Linked DNA regions of Triticum aestivum: region 2 is linked to region 1. The links are chromatin contacts, called in public Hi-C maps. All regions are on one chromosome and are shown on one strand. Each heading gives the region's core, a stretch centred on a gene start, on an enhancer-like site or on the middle of the called end of the contact. The rest is flanking DNA. Distances are from core to core; before and after follow the strand shown.

Region 1 (4,922 bases), core at 2,275-4,774:
TGAACTGGCCTCCAGATTGGCAGATGTTGGTGTCCCAGCTGGAGTTCCATTTTCACTTTTGTCATTAGAGCCACTGTTATCATTGTTACCCAGATCAATGCTCATGTCACTGACACTGCTCCACCTCCTTACCAACTTGTCCATGGACGCAACAGAAGGCACCCTGCGGTGCTCACCTTTCACTGGAACAACCTTAGCAGTACCTGCAGAGTTGCTGTTACCAGAAGTTGAAGTTTGCTCCTTTTGCTTATTCTCAAACATGCTTATTCTATCTTGCACACTCAAACGCCTCGAAAGCTCTTTAGCAGGAGCAGGAGGAGCATCAGTTTCGTTTTCTTGTTTATCTACTGTCTGCTGGATGGTTGGCTTAGATTGCTGTTCAGAGCTCGATCCTGATGGAACATCAACTGAATGTTGGTTGTTGCTTAATCTATCAGTATGCAGGACACTACCCCAACTTGTAGATCTATTGCTGGATCCACCGTGATCGGCCTGTGGCTCATCTATAGACATGTCTGAACTGCAGGAGTCACGAAGATCCCCATCTTCAAAGCTCTTCCAGTGTGATGAAGGTGCTGGGGATGCCTGAGGATTGATGTCTGGACGACGCTGGCAAAGTGACATATATTTGTTGCATGCTTCGCTGGATATAACAAGTTCAAGTTGTCATATGTATCTAAACACCATTCATCAAGAAAGACAACAAAGGAACAAAAAATAAACAACGACTGTGACAGAAGATATCATATCTCAATGCGCTCCAATTCAACATGACCCACCCTCCTAATTCCTAAGAGAACCTTCTCCTGCAAACTTTTCCCAATTTCCAGAATGATAACTTCAGGGTGCTTGAATTATTTCCTAAACTTGAGTTCTATTGTTTCTATACAACTTCCACCATCCAGCATCTCATTTTGTTAATTATGCCATGCTAATCCTCATAGAACTAAGTTTTTTTTTTGCGGGAGCATAGAACTAAGTTGACGTGTATTATAATGGCATTTGATAGAAACAGTCATAAACTTTCTCTTTACAGCTGCATGTTGTTTTATATCCTCAATTAGATCTGCTTGTTTGATGTCAAAAAGGATAACTTGAGCACATCAGTCTACTGCTGATGGGGGCTCACTTATGCTAAATCTGCACATCAACTTTTAGATATACCAAAGTAGTTGTTGCTGGTGGATTGTACCTTAATGTGCTTACTAGATAAGCTGTAGCTGTAATTTCGTTGGACTACTTAACACTGACCACCAAGACTTTCGAGTAATACCCATACGCCTATATGATTGTAAGTTTATAACTGAATTATGGGCTTGACAAGCTTCAATCATACCTCAGCCTGCTGGCACCAAAGTGGTCCGCAAAATGGAGAAGCTCAGAGACACTATCATGGTTGAACCCTGCAGATGATGCCCGGGCACAAGACGTGACAAGGTCTTGTTTAAGTGCACTTAAACGGACATCAATTGCTCTAAGAAGCTCCTTCCTGCACAAAAATAGCCAGGGCATAAATTATGGATAGTTAAGATATTTCAGGTTGCATTAAAAGGGTAAAACTGTAAATTACTTGATACCACGACACAGCCTACAGACAAAAATTATGTATTCAAGATGTCTTGTCTATCAAAAACTCACAGCACATTGCGTTGTCACATGAATGCATATCAATCATTCTAATTTAGTAAGAAGTAGATTGAGTCTTGTACATAAATAAACAAAGGTGTAACAAAAAAAATGATAACCACGGTCCTCCAGTCAATAACATTTCATTAAACTAATAACAATTAGTCCTTATATAAGCACCGTAGACCAATTAAAGGATGGCAGTTTGTTTCACTCAAAGCTCCCAAAAAAGGAAGACAGAAATATATCCACAAAAAGTGCACGAGATGTAATCACAGAATAAAATCGAATTAACCATCCAGGATAAAGAAACTAACTTCATACGGGCGTTATCGTCCACATGCTACAAGTATCTGCACTCTGAATTTTTGCGAAAGGTTATAGAAAGGAGCTAACACGATGGGAACATCATTTCCACAATAATCATATGGAGTATAAACCACAATGTGTGCAAGACTTGGCAAAAAAACTACAGTTAACGTGTTTCATCACAATATTAATCTACTTAACAAAGTACAAACTAATTGTGAATGAATCAATTTTATCTGGCAAACAAGGTAAATGAGCGGCAATTGAAATAAGAGATGGACTTACTTTGTAATGTCTGCAGCTGCTGCTGAGGCTTCAGCTGACAAGCAGAAGAAGAGTTTACATAATTATATCCAGAAGGCAGAAGCATCACATGCTTCCATACATGACAGTAATAATGTCACATTAATCTAACATGTTACCTTATTAATGGAGGTTCATGTTAATATGTGATGAATAATATAGACATGGTGGCATCAATGTATCTAGCATTAATCAAAGGTTCCTAAATTCTTAATGCAAGCCAATAATACAGTTGCCAATTCAACAAGAGAACAATCTCTTGCTACTGGATTTTATCAGCTCCCATTGAGTAACTCCAGTTAAGATGGACTGGGTTTCTCATGATGAACGAGTGTTAATGAACTGTATGAGGTATGAAAAGACTCAAGACATTAGGGCATACCAGCTGGACCCGAGGTAGCACCTACAGCAGTCTGCATAAAGAATTGCCAATTTTAGACAAATGCTACACTGCATAACATGCTGAAAGAACTGCTTGATAATTGATACTCACTCCCTGTGCCGCGTAAATCTTCCTAGCCCCTTCTAGCTGCGACATTTCTGCATCGAACGTATTCGCCATCTCCAGCACCTCCGGCGTGCTCACGAAGCGCACGAACCTTCAAGCACAAAGGAACCAGGCAAGCACCCATCAGAATCCAATCTCCTCGACAATCGACAGACCACCGACCCGAGCACCGCCGCATAAGCCACATCAGCAAACCTCTCGAGGGTGCCCTTGCTGAACCACGCGGCGCGCCGGTCCAGCTGCAGCCGGATGGCCGGCTGCGGCGGCTGGGCCGCCGCCTGCTCCTCCGCGGCGCGCAGGTGCGTCACGAACGGCTTCACCGACCCAGACGCGATCTTCTCCGTCCGCCCACTGCCGGACACCACGAGCTCGCACCTGCGCAGGCAGAGTCAGTCAGCCAGCCACCCTCAGCCCACGCGAAACCGCAACGGAAGGGCGAGGCATCCCCTCCCCAGTGCCCCGCTTCCTCACCTGGAGCGGCGGGGGGAGAGCTGGAAGAGCGCGTAGTCCAGCGGCGCGTCGGGCTCCATGGCAGCGCCGCCGTCGCCGGCGAGGTCGGATCTGGTGGATCGCGGACGAGACCCGCCCCCCGCCCCTCCGCCTCCGCCGGAGCCGCCCCCGGGTAAACGCCGGGGAGACGGCGAGCCGCGCAATGCAGCTCCCGCGGCGACGAGATCGCGCGCAGCGGCGGCGTGCTGCGGCGGCGGCCCGGATCTCGGCCGCGCGCGCCCGAATCCGATAACGTGCGCCCTGCTGCGCTGTGGGGGGAGGGAGCGGAGTGGAGGGGGAGAGGACTAGAGAGAGAGAGAGCTCTGCTGGTTTGGTGGAGCTGGAGACTGGTACTGCCCTACGCCCTCTCTCTCCTCCGTGAGAAATGCGGGAGGAAAAACGGACGAAGGTGAAACGGGAAACTTCCGGGGGTGTTTCGGGGAGATTAGCGGCCCTGATCTGGAGTTTCGGGGGAGCTTAGGCGTGATTAAGAGAGATTACGAGAGATTGTTGCTTTTGTTTTCATTTTCGTTTTTTATTATCCGTTTTCTCTGCTTTATGCGGCGGTGGCTGGCTTTTCGGGATAACAACGGCTTTGAGTGGACTGTTGGTGCGGGTCTGACCATTTTGCCCCTCAACAGAAAACGAAACTGGATGAGGGGCTCTGGTTTTGAATTTCGGAGGAGGGATTTTTCGAAAAGGATCACTGTCGTTGCTACTGACACGAGGATGGTGGGTGTGTAGCTTTTGTCTTGATTATTGAAAAAATGTACTGCAACGTACCGTGTTTTCTGTTTTGTCAATTTGTAACCCCAAACACCAATCTTTCGCGCGACAACTGGAAACAAACGTTACTATAACACATCTTTCAGCGACAGCAAGTGACGATGTGGGCATTTTGTTTTATCTTTTTTATTTTGCATGAAAACTACGACGTGGCCAACCATGATGAATTTGTTTGGTTGCAGCAAGGGCAATGGAAGATTTGCTACATAAGTTTGGTTTACGTTTACATATCTTGATTTTTTTTATTAGTTGTTGCATTATGCATTTAGCGTTGATTGCTAGTTTGGTTAACGTTTACATATCTTGATTTTTGATTAGTTGCTGCCTTACACATTGCGCGTTGATGTACTGGTTGGAGTTCACTTTTTGTGTGCCCATGCTATGCCTAGGGCGTGACTCGCAAGGGTATTATTGGTTAGGCACAGTGAACAGTGGTTAAGCGCCCCAAAAAAATTCTAGTCTAGTCGTTCTATAGGATCAGGGAGCCTCGAGAGGTCAAGAGCTCGACAGTGACGTCTCTTTATATATTTAGAAAGGATTTATCATTAATTTATGCAGCTCTCATATGGCGTTTGTCTAGTTATAGCATGGCATTATTACAGTCATGCATGCATAGTTGATACAAATAAATGAGGAAGAACCACCTCCTGATTTTCCTTTTATATCTTCTCATCATTTTACCTAGAGAAAAGTCCACATTACAATCTTGAACTAACCACACAGTTTAATATTCAACCCTCAACTACAAAATCGGTCATTCTACACCCCGAACTAACCACATGGTTCAAAAATCAACCTTCCATCCGGTTTTGACTCATTTGAGTGGTTTTGACCGCGTTGACCGGTGACTTGGCAGTGCCAAATCAGCAGCCCATGCAATAAAAAAGTTGGTTGGATCGTT
Region 2 (4,774 bases), core at 2,263-4,762, 130 kb after region 1:
TACATTTTCAGAGTAGGAGACTAAAGTGAGCGCATCATGCAAGTTGAAGCACCGCAGATGCATTTTACTACATGAAGAATATTAAATCATGTTGTTATACTTTCATTAGGAGCTTCTATGAAATGGGTTCTCATGCATATTGGAAAGCGATGTGTCCTGCATTTGATCAAGAACTTATATCAGCGACAACGAATACATGAAATTCATTTTCCACATAAGAATGTGAGAGTTGAGAGTTAATTACTTGAATCCTTGCATTGATGCTTTGGAGCCCATGGTGATTTGCAGAAGGTACAGAGACATTTAATGATGACCTGTTATCGTTTGCTGCATGGCCTTGGCTGTCTTCATCTGTAGACTTGGCAGTCCTTCTCCATCGCTTCAACAGATATATTTGAGGCAACTCCTTGATATTTCTGTAATCAAGCACCTTCAACATGTGACAACATGAAATACCCATAAACTCAAACTTCTTACAAGTGCACATACAAGAGTTATCACTTGAGTTGAATCTAACAAAGTGTTCCTTGGGCTTTTCAGAAGGAGCAACTTTGTAGTCAGAAGTTGTTCCGGCCTCTCCACAAGTGAATAACACAGAGTCCATAAACAGTTCAAACTCTTTACGAAAGATCTCAAACACCACTGGTGTGTACGTATGGGAAGTTTGCTTTAACATCTTGGCTGGGGGTATTCTTGGATAACTTTGACTAGCTTGGAAGTCAGCTTGGAGCTCAGCGTAGCGATGCTCATCTACTGCTCTTTCATAGTGTTTGAAGAAGGATAGCAGATCCAGTTGAGGGCTCAAGAATTTCTTCAAAATGCTACTAAAACTCTCAGCTTGAAGGGAACTTATTATGTCAGCACAAAATATATGCCTATCATATGCCAATGCCCATCTTTCCCTTTCTTCAAACAGTTTAGACAGCCACTCATTATGTCTAAGATCATACTTTTCTAGCATACTTCTCCAAGCAAACACGAATTCTTCCTCTTCCTCATAGCCAAAGACACATTTGCTAAAATCCTTTGCAAATGTCTTTGAGCCTTGGAAAACTTGATTCAGGTGCTTAACAGAATTCTGATATATATGCCAAGCACAAACTCGTTGAGCAGTATTTGGCCAGGCAGCTGCCATTGCACTACTCAACTGAATCGATTGATCTATTAAAGCTACCGCTGGTTCTTTTCCATGCATTGCTATCTTAAAACTCTCAAACAGCCACTTATATGACTCAAATGATTCATCATAAAGCATAGCTGCACCAAAGATAATTGTTTGTCTGTGATGATTCACACCAAGGAATAATGCCAATGGCCTGCCATATCCATTTATCTTGTAAGTTGTGTCTACACATAGTACATCATTGAAGTAGGTGAAGTCCTCTCTAGATTTTGGGTCTGCCCAAAAGAAGTTGGTTAGTTTGTCATCCTCATCAATCTGCATGGTATAAAAGAACGAGGGGTTATCCATTTGCATGGTCTGCAAATATTTTAATATGGCTCCACCATCACCAGGTTGCATTGCCTTCGTGCGCTTTGACCGAAGATAATTCTTGTAATCTGCTGGGAGGAGAGAAATACTTCGAAGGAAACCAACTTGTCTCACAACAAGATCACCAGTTGCTTTTGTGGTTGGTGTCACTACGGAATCATCTGACAGTTCTGCTTCCCCAGACTGAAGTTCTGTTAATATCCTTTGTGACCTTAACATATGCATCGTCGAAGGAGGGGCCAGCTGATGATTGTGCTCTGCTTTAAAATCAGTGACCCTGTATTTACACTCTGGTGTGACTTTAATAATCAGCCGTGCTGGACAGCCAATTCTTGTATCCAACCTTGGTTTCTTTGCCTCCAACGATTTTTTATCCCTGTTGTAACCCTCTCTTGAGCATACAAAAGTCCTTACTTTGGTAATATTTTCAGAAGATTTATGTGACGTGCTTTTTCGAACACTAAAGCCAACATGCCCAGCATATTTATTGTAGAATTCATATGCTTTTTCCTCACTCTCAAATTCCATGTCCACCTCAGGAACAAGCTTAGCAAGTGAAGCCTCATCTATAGGTGGTTCAGCTTCTATCATTCTTCTCATTTTACCCTGGAGAAGTAATCATACATAACTTCAGTAAAAGGAATACATTTAATTGTACCAGAACTTTATCTGCACACAGAACAGGATGAAAATGGCAAAGATATCAGCATGCTAGGGCCAACATGTTAAATTTCAAGACTGGTATGAAGCGCCATAAGGTGTTCGAACATAATATACTAAACACTGGATCAGGAATTCCTTTTTGGAAACGAGTTAAAATTGCCCAAGGGTAGCAGGAAGCCAAACAACTAGACACATGGAACTGTTACATCCTTACAGGCAGCAATGGTTCCTTGTAGCCACTGATTTTAACATAATTCCCAGAAGTTTAAATTTCAGCATTCAAGGGGAAGGGTAGTTCTTATGTAGCATTAAACTTGGTATAAAAACAGCAGCAATAACACGGTTTCGGAAAATTGGACTTGGCTAACCATATGCTAGCTCTTTGCCTGGCTACTACAATATCTCTTAGGAGTTAGGCTCACATTGCGAAAAGATTCACAGAATACACAACACAAGAAAACGGTTATAGGATGATTGACTCAGGACATAAGATTGCGGTTTCACCTTCCTGTAAGCGATGCCACAAGCGTTGCAAAGAGTTCTCGGGCCATCAGGGCCACGTCGCATATGGGGTGTCGCATTACCCGATATACCGCATCGCAGGCACCTAATCAAATACCAAAAAGTTGTCAGAATGATGATAAGTGCAAACATAGAGCTGAACTGAAGCCAATTCTGCAACACGAGAAGCAAAAACAACTGAACTTGAACAATTGGACTGTAACTGTTTGTTTCGTCAGCATCAAACTGGAACACCGCCCAGAGGCAAGACCATTTCGCCGGTCAACAGCATCCCCAACGTCGAGCAAGCAAGTGATAGCGGAAGCACTTGGGCACGCACGTACCGGACGTGGCCGTCGAGGCTGTCGTCGGCGGCGTTGTCGCGGTGGAGCTCCAGCTCCTGCTCCGCCGGCACGGCGGCGTACGGGTGCATCTCCCCTCCGCCTCCATCCGAGGCCACCAGCATGTGCATCATGGCATCACCACCCTGCCACGGCGGCCACACTCACATGAAGAAAATTCACCAAAGATGCCGGAAAAATGGGGAAAAAATTAGTCGAATTCGTACCTTGGGAAGCACCGGCGAGTGATTTGGTAGGAAATTTCGTACGAATTTTGGAAAATCTCTTGGTTTGCAGGAATCGGAGCTAGGGTTTGGAGCCAAGCGGATGAGCGGGGTCGGGATGGGGAGGGGGTGCTGGGATCCGATGCGGCGGCGCGGTAGGTGGCCTCGTGTGGTCTCATCGGCCGCCCGACACGTGTACGCTCCGGATCTCACATGGGCTTACCCATCCCCCCTCCGTCCTCACTGACACAACGGCCCGTGGACCCCGCCCGTCATAAGCCTCTCCCCCCCCCCCCCCCCCCCCGCCCCCCGCAGCCGAAAGCCCGAAACCGAAGAACCCGAGAGGGCGAAGCCGAGAAGGGGACAGCAGCGGGCGAGAGAGGCAGAGAGAGGCGAGGAGACGAGAGCACCGTCGCCATGAGCGCCCTCAAGTTCTGCAGCAAATGGTGAGCAGACAGATCCATCCTTGGCATTCGTCTCCGATGTTTCCTCCCCGGGGATCCAAGAATCTAATTAATGGTCGTTTATATTAATCTCAAAATGTATTTTTGTTGCGTCTCTTTTCCTGCAGCGACAACATGCTGTACCCGCAGGAGGACAAGGAGATGCACACCCTCCTCTACGCTTGCTCGAATTGCCAGCACCAGGTGGTTGCCTTGCTCCTTCTCAGACGATGAATCGTCTTGTGTTTGGATTTGGTTGTTCACGAAACCCTAGGTTCGGTTGGGGATCGGGGTTTGCGGTGCTGATCTGGAATGCTATGTTAGGTTGAACTCGTGGGTTTAGTCAAGGTTTAGTGATCCAGTGACCGATGGTGGCTGCGGATTAAGGTTTGGTGGCACGTTATTAATAAGTTTGTGATTTGTTGGTTTGTTCTGGTAGAGCAACTCTAGCAGAGTCGCCGTATTGGCAGCCTCCATAGCACGTATGGAGCGTGCTCCATAATATTATGGAGGCTGCCGAGGCAAAGCGCCAACTCCGAGTCTGTCGTATTGCGGCCTCCATGTCTTTTTCTTTTCTTTTCTGTTTGTTGGTTGCATCAACTCATTGTCCCACACTCAGTTTGAGGGATTAAACTCTAAATTGAGTTAACATTCGTTACAAAGGTCTTGCATAGGTGGAGAAAAGTCGATTAGCGACATTTTCACACTATAGGTGTTCATCCCATTTGTGCTCCGTGTGGCCGTCGAGGTCGGGGACGGCTTTCTCAAGGGGGGCAAGGCTCAATATGGCGTTTTTCATCTCCTCGAATGTCACCATATTGGCATCGAATTGGCGCCATTCGGCTCACTCCCTCTCCGCTACAAAATCCACCTGGGCCTCCTAGTAGGGTCGCTTGACGACCGAGATCCTCCCTTTACTGTTTGCCATCCAGTTGTCATTAATTCTGTTTATGCCACTTACCTGAAGGTTAAAACCCTGCCTATATAAGCTTGGCTGTGGCTAGGTTGCGTTTATGAGTTTATTCCCCATTTCTGCCATGATGGCAAGAACATCTACAGATATAATTATGCTATGAAATCAATGGCCCTCTTGATTTGGCCTTATAAATG

What was found. A called contact is a pair of places that touch in the nucleus more often than the background predicts.
Region 2: a contact with region 1 is called in a Hi-C map of leaf, with 3 times the contacts expected there. The contact joins the promoter of LOC123187950 here to the promoter of LOC123187947 in region 1. A contact is called at or near these places in 2 of 5 Hi-C or Micro-C datasets (both in leaf).

Annotation. Positions count from the first base shown.
Region 1 is chr2A:126,625,181-126,630,102 of IWGSC CS RefSeq v2.1, forward strand. LOC123187947 (COP1-interacting protein 7) reads right to left here and starts at 3,525. Exons shown (of 10, transcript XM_044599954.1): 1 at 3,218-3,525; 2 at 2,942-3,121; 3 at 2,732-2,837; 4 at 2,621-2,651; 5 at 2,221-2,254; 6 at 1,337-1,489; 7 at 1-643. The coding sequence starts at 3,276.
Region 2 is chr2A:126,754,379-126,759,152 of IWGSC CS RefSeq v2.1, forward strand. It overlaps LOC123187950 (DNA-directed RNA polymerases II, IV and V subunit 9A), which reads left to right and starts at 3,513. Exons shown (of 4, transcript XM_044599957.1): 1 at 3,513-3,667; 2 at 3,793-3,868. The coding sequence starts at 3,639. It overlaps LOC123187949 (protein FAR1-RELATED SEQUENCE 5), which reads right to left and starts at 3,418. Exons shown (of 5, transcript XM_044599956.1): 1 at 3,225-3,418; 2 at 3,001-3,143; 3 at 2,660-2,762; 4 at 245-2,098; 5 at 1-156. The coding sequence starts at 3,131. The coding sequence ends at 106.